2 separate regions of the Gossypium arboreum genome follow, and region 2 is linked to region 1. Evidence: chromatin contacts called from public Hi-C data. All regions are on one chromosome and are shown on one strand. Each heading gives the region's core, a stretch centred on a gene start, on an enhancer-like site or on the middle of the called end of the contact. The rest is flanking DNA. Distances are from core to core; before and after follow the strand shown. Region 1 holds the start of LOC108486693 (probable sugar phosphate/phosphate translocator At5g25400). Region 2 holds the start of LOC108485588.

What was found. A called contact is a pair of places that touch in the nucleus more often than the background predicts.
Region 2: a contact with region 1 is called in a Hi-C map of leaf, with 3 times the contacts expected there. The contact joins the promoter of LOC108485588 here to the promoter of LOC108486693 in region 1. A contact is called at or near these places in 2 of 5 Hi-C or Micro-C datasets (both in leaf).

Annotation. Positions count from the first base shown.
Region 1 is chr6:103,297,404-103,301,787 of ASM2569848v2, forward strand. LOC108486693 (probable sugar phosphate/phosphate translocator At5g25400) reads left to right here and starts at 1,770. Exons shown (of 1, transcript XM_017790875.2): 1 at 1,770-3,472. The coding sequence starts at 1,987. The coding sequence ends at 3,036.
Region 2 is chr6:103,446,263-103,450,646 of ASM2569848v2, forward strand. It overlaps LOC108485588, which reads left to right and starts at 1,969. Exons shown (of 2, transcript XM_017789446.2): 1 at 1,969-2,185; 2 at 2,294-2,635. The coding sequence starts at 2,056. The coding sequence ends at 2,541. It overlaps LOC128293891 (a long non-coding RNA gene), which reads left to right and starts at 3,118. Exons shown (of 4, transcript XR_008284012.1): 1 at 3,118-3,269.

The DNA.
Region 1 (4,384 bases), core at 520-3,019:
CAAAAAGGTAGTTAGATTTACAGGCTGGTACTATAATCATCAATAATCATCATTACTACTTGATTATATTAACAGTCACAAGTCCTTTCAGTTGTCGGTGGAGGAACATTTATAAATTTCCTTTTATTCCCTTAAGTTCTCAAAATACATTTTTTTAATATGATTAAACATCATATAGTAATAGCAAAAAGAAAAATTAATATAAAAAAAAAATTAGTTTGCTGACTTTTGCAGTGCGAGGGTTAAACTTGAGCTACTAAATATATGCTATTTTATATCTATTTTAAAAATAATTTTTCAACTTAAATTATAACCAAATATATGAGAAGATAAGTAATTGTGATCATAAATTTGTTTTCTTTTTCGAAATCATAAAATTTTAATAAGTGAAAAGTTAAAATTGGTGTAGAATTTAATATTAAATTAATAAATTTGTGTAAAAGTAATAAAATAAAATTTAAAGCCGTAAATATTTAAAAGCAAAATTAAAACGTGAATAGATTATAACGAAGTTGATCTTTTTCCAACATCTGACATGAAAAATAAATAAAATATTGTTATATTATTTATGTAAGATTTTTAAATGTGGTTTGTTGTGGAATGCACTGACTGACATTCAAATGCAAGGAGGTTTTGTATTTGTATGGAAATTTACATGGTCGGTTATTGTGGTTTTAGGATAGTTTTGAGTTTAAGTTATTTTAGATCAGTGTTTTTCATGTTTTTTTGGAAGACATATTTTAAGTTTGGTTGTTTAAGTTTTGATTATTGAATTTTTATGATCTAATTAAGTTAAGTTAGATCCGATTTTGATTAATTGAGTCAAATTTTTATAGTATAAATTCTTAAAAAAGAAATAAAATTTGTCCACCGAGTGTTAGCACATAGAAATGAGTTTAGTTCAATTCAGTTCATTTTTTTTTTTAAATCGTTCATGTTAATTCAAATAAGTTTGATTCTTAACTTTTCATATAAAATTTGAGTTTTGAGTTTTTTCTTTTTTAACTTATTTTGATAAGTGAGTTTTATTTTGTAACTTTTGACTTTTTAAACTAGTTTTAAAGTATTTTTCATGACTATTAAAAATTAATAATTTTTAAGTAAATAAAATTAATTAATAACTTTTGTATTGTATTTCTTTAAAAATATTTTTATATAAAAAATCAAGTTATTTATACTATTTAAAATATAAAATATTTAATTTAAAATCATAAAAATTAAAATTAATTATTCAATTAAGTTAAAAATTCAGTTCTGTTTAATTCGAAGAGTCACGTTTTTTAACTTGTATCCTACAAATCATCCAAACACCACGGTTCAAATTGATCTTTAATTTTTTATTTTTGTGATTGATATTGCAATAAGTAAGAGGTCATCATGAGTTTATGCGTGCTTAAGAGTTCAATATCCTCTAGTTTAAGGATTAGAGAATTTATGAATAATTTGGATTTAGATTATCTCAATTATATATTAGTTTTGAGTTCAAATAATTTTAAGTTTAGGTAATTCAATTTTTTATCTCAAATTTATTTTTTGTATCTAGATATGTTGGGTATGAATCATTCAGGATAGGTCATTTTCAGGTTAAATAAGTTCAAATTATTTAATTTTATAACTAAATTAAATTAAATTTATTTTAAATTTAAATTAATGGGATGAAAATTTAAATTTAAATAATTGCATCGAATTTAAATTTAAATTATTGGGGTCAAAATTTTAAGTGGATCTTAAAATTAAAAAAGGGAAATGGTATCAAACTATAGAGAAAAAAGCCCATAAAGAGGCCCATTCCATCAACATAAAGAAAACACACCTTAAACAAAAAAGATAACATCCTTCACTACATTAAAAAAAAAACAAATCAAATCTTGATTTTTCAGCATCCACATAGAGAAAAATCCCCCCACATTCCGATCTCCGATCTCCGATCAATTCTTCCACCATTTTTTCCGATCCGGGCACCTCTCAAAACCCCAAAAACAAGCAATGGGTAAAGGCGGTTCATTGAGCGACGGCGTCATCAAGAAGATCCTTCTCTCCTACACCTACGTAGCAATCTGGATCTTCCTCAGCTTCACCGTCATCGTCTACAACAAGTACATCCTCGACAAGAAGATGTACAATTGGCCTTTCCCAATCTCTCTAACCATGATCCACATGTCCTTTTGTGCCTCCCTTGCTTTCCTCCTCATCAAGGTCTTCAAAGTCGTCGAGCCCGTCTCCATGTCTCGAGACCTTTACCTCTCTTCCGTCGTCCCCATCGGCGCTCTTTACTCCCTCAGCCTCTGGCTCTCCAATTCCGCCTACATTTACTTGTCCGTTTCCTTCATCCAGATGCTCAAAGCGTTGATGCCCGTCGCCGTGTATTCCATCGGCGTCCTTTTTAAAAAAGAAGGGTACAAGAACGATACGATGGTCAACATGTTGTCAATCTCTTTTGGGGTCGCCATCGCAGCATATGGGGAAGCTAAATTCGACACTTGGGGAGTGATTTTGCAGTTGGGAGCTGTTGCTTTTGAGGCTACCAGGTTGGTCATGATCCAAATCTTGCTTACTTCTAAAGGGATCACCTTGAACCCCATTACTTCGTTATATTACGTTGCTCCATGCTGCTTTGTTTTCCTTTTGGTCCCATGGGTTTTCGTTGAGTACCCAGTTTTGAAAGAAACATCGAGTTTCCATTTCGATTTCGTCATTTTTGGGACCAACTCTATATGTGCATTTGCTTTGAACCTAGCTGTGTTCTTACTTGTTGGAAAGACCTCTGCTTTGACCATGAATGTAGCTGGGGTTGTCAAGGACTGGTTGTTGATTGCCTTCTCTTGGTCTGTCATCAAGGATACCGTGACACCCATCAACTTGTTTGGGTATGGACTGGCGTTTTTGGGTGTTGCTTACTATAATCATTCAAAGTTACAAGCTTTGAAGGCCAAAGAAGCACAGAAGAAGACTGCACAAGCAGATGAAGAAGGTGGGAGATTGTTGGAAGAGAGAGAAGGTGAAGGAAGTGGTAAGAGCAGTGAATCTCAGGATTAGATCAGTTCATGGTTCGTACTTCATATTAGGATTATGAAATATGGAAGGGATGTTGCAAATAAGGGCTAAAGGGAGATATTTTGGTGATATGATCCAAAAAGAGCTTGTATTCAATGGCAAAAAACAATGAGGGGATAATGCATTGTGGGTTTTGCTATGTTGTTTCTTTCTATTTTTTAGGGGTTTTGCTATGTTGTTTCTTTCTATTTTTTAGGTTTACTTATTATGGCCATTTCTTAGTAAAAACATCAGGGGTTTGAGATCATATTTGTTTCTTATTGCACCGGTTAATGTAGGTTAGTAGAGGAAGATGAAATCTCAAAGGCCCTGTATCTTGTTTTTTTTTTTTTTTTGGCTTCCATTGTCTGTTCTTTTTGTGTTGTTGACAAATGTTTCATTCATGGAGTTTTAATCCTTAATTTATTCATTTATGCTACTTTGTGTTGCTTAGGCGGTGTAATTTTGGCATGTTCCTCTTACACCTATATTGGTATGATGCTTTGAATATGATTGTGGATTTGAGTATGTTGGCATGATATTGATGCTGAGATTGTTATTTTGACAATAATCCAGTTACTGAGTTTGTGGTCAATTTTTATACAAGACCCTTGTACCATGTGGTTTTGGCTGACTTAAGCCCTCTACTATGGTTTGATAATTTCAAATTATGTATTTTCAGTCCTAAGACCCTTTTTTCCTTTTTGAGTTAATCTCACGTCAAACAATTTGATGTAGCATAATATTTTTTAAAGTTGGTATTTTTTTGTATAGAGAAGAACAAATTGGAGTCTTTGATTATGTTCTTATGATATTGATGCTGAGATTGTTATTTTGACAATTAAGTTTTGTATTGGTATTTTTTTTTTTTTTACATAATTGATTCCTAAATTTGAAAATTATAAACCAAATACCTTTTTCGACCTAATTAATACTTGAGCCACGGTTACTATAAAAGGAAAAATCATTTAATTTAAATTCTTTTCAATTTTCTTTTACTTTTTATTAACATAAAACTTTTATTAATTAATTTACTTTTTCTTTCTTTCATTTAATTTTTCACCAATGGTTTCTTCTTCTCGTTGCACTATTGTTCACCATCACTATCACCAAACTTTGATCAGTCGTCTTGCTCCGTCGCTCAAGCTCCGACCAAGCACCTAACCCAAAGCTCTTCACAAACCTCCACCATTGTCACAACGGTCAAGCAAGTATACAAAGTAACACAAACATACAAACCAACAATAAATAGCAAAAATACTGTTAGGATATTATTAGTGAGGATATTATTAGTGGATATTATCTTTTAAGAATATATTGTATATTATTGTATATTTTTAGGCATATATTT
Region 2 (4,384 bases), core at 719-3,218, 150 kb after region 1:
TTGTTTTAATATTTGTTTTAATATTTTTAAATATATTTGATTTATTATATTTTAAAATTTTTATTTAATGAAATAAGCTAAAATAATTTAATATGGGCCTGGCCGGTCGGGCTCGGGCTTAGATAAATTTTAGGCCCATATTTGGGCCAAACTAAACTCGAGCCTAGAAAATAGGCTTGAAATTTTGTCTGGACCCAGCTCAACCCGGCCTATGCAGACCTCTAATTAGAAGAACAATTTTCTTAAAGACGAGTTTACACGATTTCATGAAATCATGAAGAGCCATACAAACCATTTGGTTGTGCATAATGGATTGGAACCCTTGGGTCTCTGATATTCACCGTGGTTGGTCGGAGGAACGACGACGATGGTGAGTGCTAGCGATAGTGTTCGTGCACCTACAGTTTCGGCTGGAAAAGCTGAACTTCTACTAGGAAAGAAGAAAGAGAAACGAATAAAGAAAAAAACAAGGGAAATCTTTTAATATTAAGAGAAAAATAAAAAATGCATTCGGGCATTTGAGTTCGATCGGCTTAAACCATCAAATCAAATTTTTTTTAATGGAAACAATTTTGATGGAATGAAAGTAAATGAGATACAATAATCAAAATTAATATAAGGATGAAATGATATTAAGCTTATTATATTTATTTACATATATAAAAAATATTTAAAAGAATATCGATAAACTTAAAAATATGATACTATAGTAATTACCTTAATCTCAAAATTACCAGTCACCTTAGGAAGGGGTGAACAAACAATTCCCATGAGAGTTTTTCTCATTTTTTTAGGTTCTTGGGAATGCAAAATAAGGTTTCATTTGTATATTCTTTTTTACTTTCCAGGCTGGCAAAGGCATTCCTCGAAGTTGGTAAGATATATTCTTTAACCTTGTCGGACATGGCTGATCAACCACCCCCTTCTCTATGTACCTCGTTTAAATATACACTTTAAATAAAGTAAAAATTATTAACTAAAGTTTGACATTTAATTTTTATATTTAAAATTTGAAATAATTCTATTCACACTATTAATATCTCAAATTAAAATTCAAGATTAATATATTTATTATATCTTTGTCAATTTGAATTTGGTTAGACAAGCTCTTATTTTTCCTATAAATATTTTTATTGAATACAACTTTCACATAATTCTATATGTATTTAAGAGATCGAGTATAAAATTTTGTTTACTCACTTTAAATTGAGTATCTATTTCCTCCTTTTCAGCTAGGATTAGAAATTTTATATTTTACATATTCATACAATTGAGTCTTTGGGTTTTCAAAATAGTATAAGAAGAAATATTTCGAATCATTGCTATTTGACTCGAATCTATTCTAAAAGAGTCGAGGCATTTCGAATTGTTTGTTAAAACGAACAAAGTCAAGGAAAACCTTTAAAATTATTTCAATATTGGACATTGGACATATAATAGTTCCGATGTCGGTTAGTAAAGAGATTTCTCTCCACTCAAAATTTTAATATATTAAGCATTCATTCTGAATTTCATTTACCTATCTGACTATTAATTTTAAAATAAACGAATTAGTTTCTTTCAACACTATCCCTCTCCTTCTCCACCTCTATTAATACCAAATAATATTTATACAATCATATTATTTTCAAAAACAATTTTTCATTCATAATATAAACATAATAATAAGTAAATTTTGAAGGAAAATAATAATTATATAAATCATTGAATTAGAATTCTTAATTAAAAATAACATGATTTAATTATTATCAAGTATTCAAAATAAAGATACCAGTTATATAAATTAAAAATTTCCCCGACAATGGCTTTTCATTTGTCCCGTAGTTGCCTTGGGATTCCTTTTGAGCAGTACCCTATCACATGCATGAGCATTTAAAAGTAGCTTTATCCCATGATTTAATCAAACATTGTAAGCATATCTTTTGAAAATAAAATAACGTGTGCTTTATTCCTTAATGATTTATTATAAATACCGGGCATCAAAGCTAATTAAAGAAACAATTAAAAGGGCCAAAAAAAGTAGCCCAAGGGGAAAAATTTGCTAGTGGAAAGAAAATGAAGAGAAGGGTTTCTCAATGGATCATTTTCATAATTGTATGTTTCTTAAGTGAAACAGCTTTCATCTCACCATCACAGGCTACTGTCAATGATCTCAAGCAATCGATGAAGGAAAAACAACTCAAAGGTAAGTTTTCTTTTTTTTTTTCTTATTGAAAAAAGAATTTTAAATTTTGTAAATGGAGAAAATAGATCACGAAATTTAATAAACCCATTTAATTTTTTTTCCATGCAGATTTTTTGGATAGACATGAAAAAACAATCAAGGGTTGGCATGAAGCACTTCATTTGAAGATGGTTCAAAGAGAAAAGAAAGTAATTATTGAGCAGAAGAAGAAAGGAGGGAAAGGAGGCGGAAGCTATGGCGGTGGAAGTCTTCTTCGACCTCGTGCCAAAAAGAGTGCAGCAAACTTTCTCCATCCAACAACATTCCTTAGATTTCTATTACCTGGTTTAATCCCCACCATGTTCTTCTTTTTATAACTTGGATATAAGCCCATATTATATATATATATATATGTACCCCTCAAATATGTGTTAAGTGTTGGTAACTTTTTTATTTTTATTTTTTTTAAAATATCATTTGGAATTTTATTCAATTAATCAAAAAATAAAGCTTAAGCAACAAACGGGCAAAACAATAAAGTTGGGCTAACCCAATCAGCCCAATAATCCAACAAAGAAAGGAGCTTACTCTTGAAGCAATTAATGCGACACAACTCCTGTGATCCAACAACTAGATAGTAACCCCTCAATAATTTATCTTTTTTTTTTTTTTTCCAATTACTAGAAACCATCCGACTTCCATTTCATCTCTCTTCTCTATATGCTTCTTGTCCCCCAACTTGCCAAACTAAGAAAAAACCCAGACCAAAAACATTATCCCCCTATGATCCATTTCCACTTATTCTCTAACATACTCAGGAAACCCATTTCTCATCAAGCATCGATCCCCTTTCTTTAGACCTTTTGCAGCCAGCAAATGAGCAACCCAATTCGTTAATTTGTGCCCATGTTTAAATTGACAGGTTTGAAATCTTTTACCCAGCCCTTGCCCATCTCTAATATAAGCACAAATTTTTTATTTATCACCCCTCCTTTGTGTATTTTTTTTACAATAGATAGGGCATCTCCTTCAATTTCGACTGTCGTAAACCCCAGATCCAGGCCCAGTTGAAGGCATGCAATAGCCTCGACTGCGAACACCAAGGGTACATTATCATTTAACTCAACCCTAAAACTCAATTCCCGCCCCATAGAATCTCTAATTGCAATCACTGAGCAAGATTTGCTTTCATGTTTTCTGTATGCTGCATCAAAGTTTATTTTCACAAATGGGTTCTCTGTTGGCTGCCACTTTTTCAACTCCATTCTTTGAACATGTATGGAATTATTCAACCATCTAGTTTCTGAACATAATTCCTAATAAAATTCGTTATGGCTAAACTTGTTTTCCTTTGCCCCTCATGCACCAATTTGTTTCTTTCAGTCCATATTACCCATAAAGCACAGACAAAAAGACAACATTGAATGGTAGAATTTTTCTAAAAAAAACCTGGTAACCCAGTACATAAGCTCCATGTATAATACTGAATTTGGCCAATTCCAATTCAATTGATGCCACATCTCCTTTGTCACAAGACAATCACGCAGAACATGTACTCTGGATTCAACCTTTCCTATGCATCTCGGGCATATTATTGTATTTCTTGATCTTTTATACTGTAGATTAAATAGCGTAGGAAATTATTTTTTTTTAGAAACACCAAATTGTAATATTCAGTTTTTAGGATAGATTCAAGCCCCATAATTTCTTGTAAAAATTTGTATGCTCAGTTTGGTTGTATAAATGAGTAAGCTCAATAAACTATTGTAAAAGAGACTTATAGGCACCGCGAACTAAGAATTCCCTCGATGCCTCCTCTCTCTACACTTAGTAGTCTTCATGCGAGAACCTTGACAAAGAGATGCTCAGAATTCTTTTAGCATCACTTTCATAGAAGGTATACATTATGAACTCCACTTTCCATTTCCTTATGACATTGTCAACTAGATCTGCCACAATAAAAGTTTCAGAACAACTCTCACCATTTTGAATTCTGTAATCCACAGCTCCTGGTAACCATGCAGCCTCCCTTACTAGAATTTTAGTGTAACAGCCCGATTTAGGGCCTAGTTAGAATAGTGGTCTTGGAACTACAAATTCAGAGTTGAATAAATTATTTGATTATTATTTTAGAGTCATTGCATGTTTATATAAGTGTATAAAAATTTTGGTGAGTTAATTTTGACGTTTACGAGTCTAATTGCGAGAAAGGACTAAATC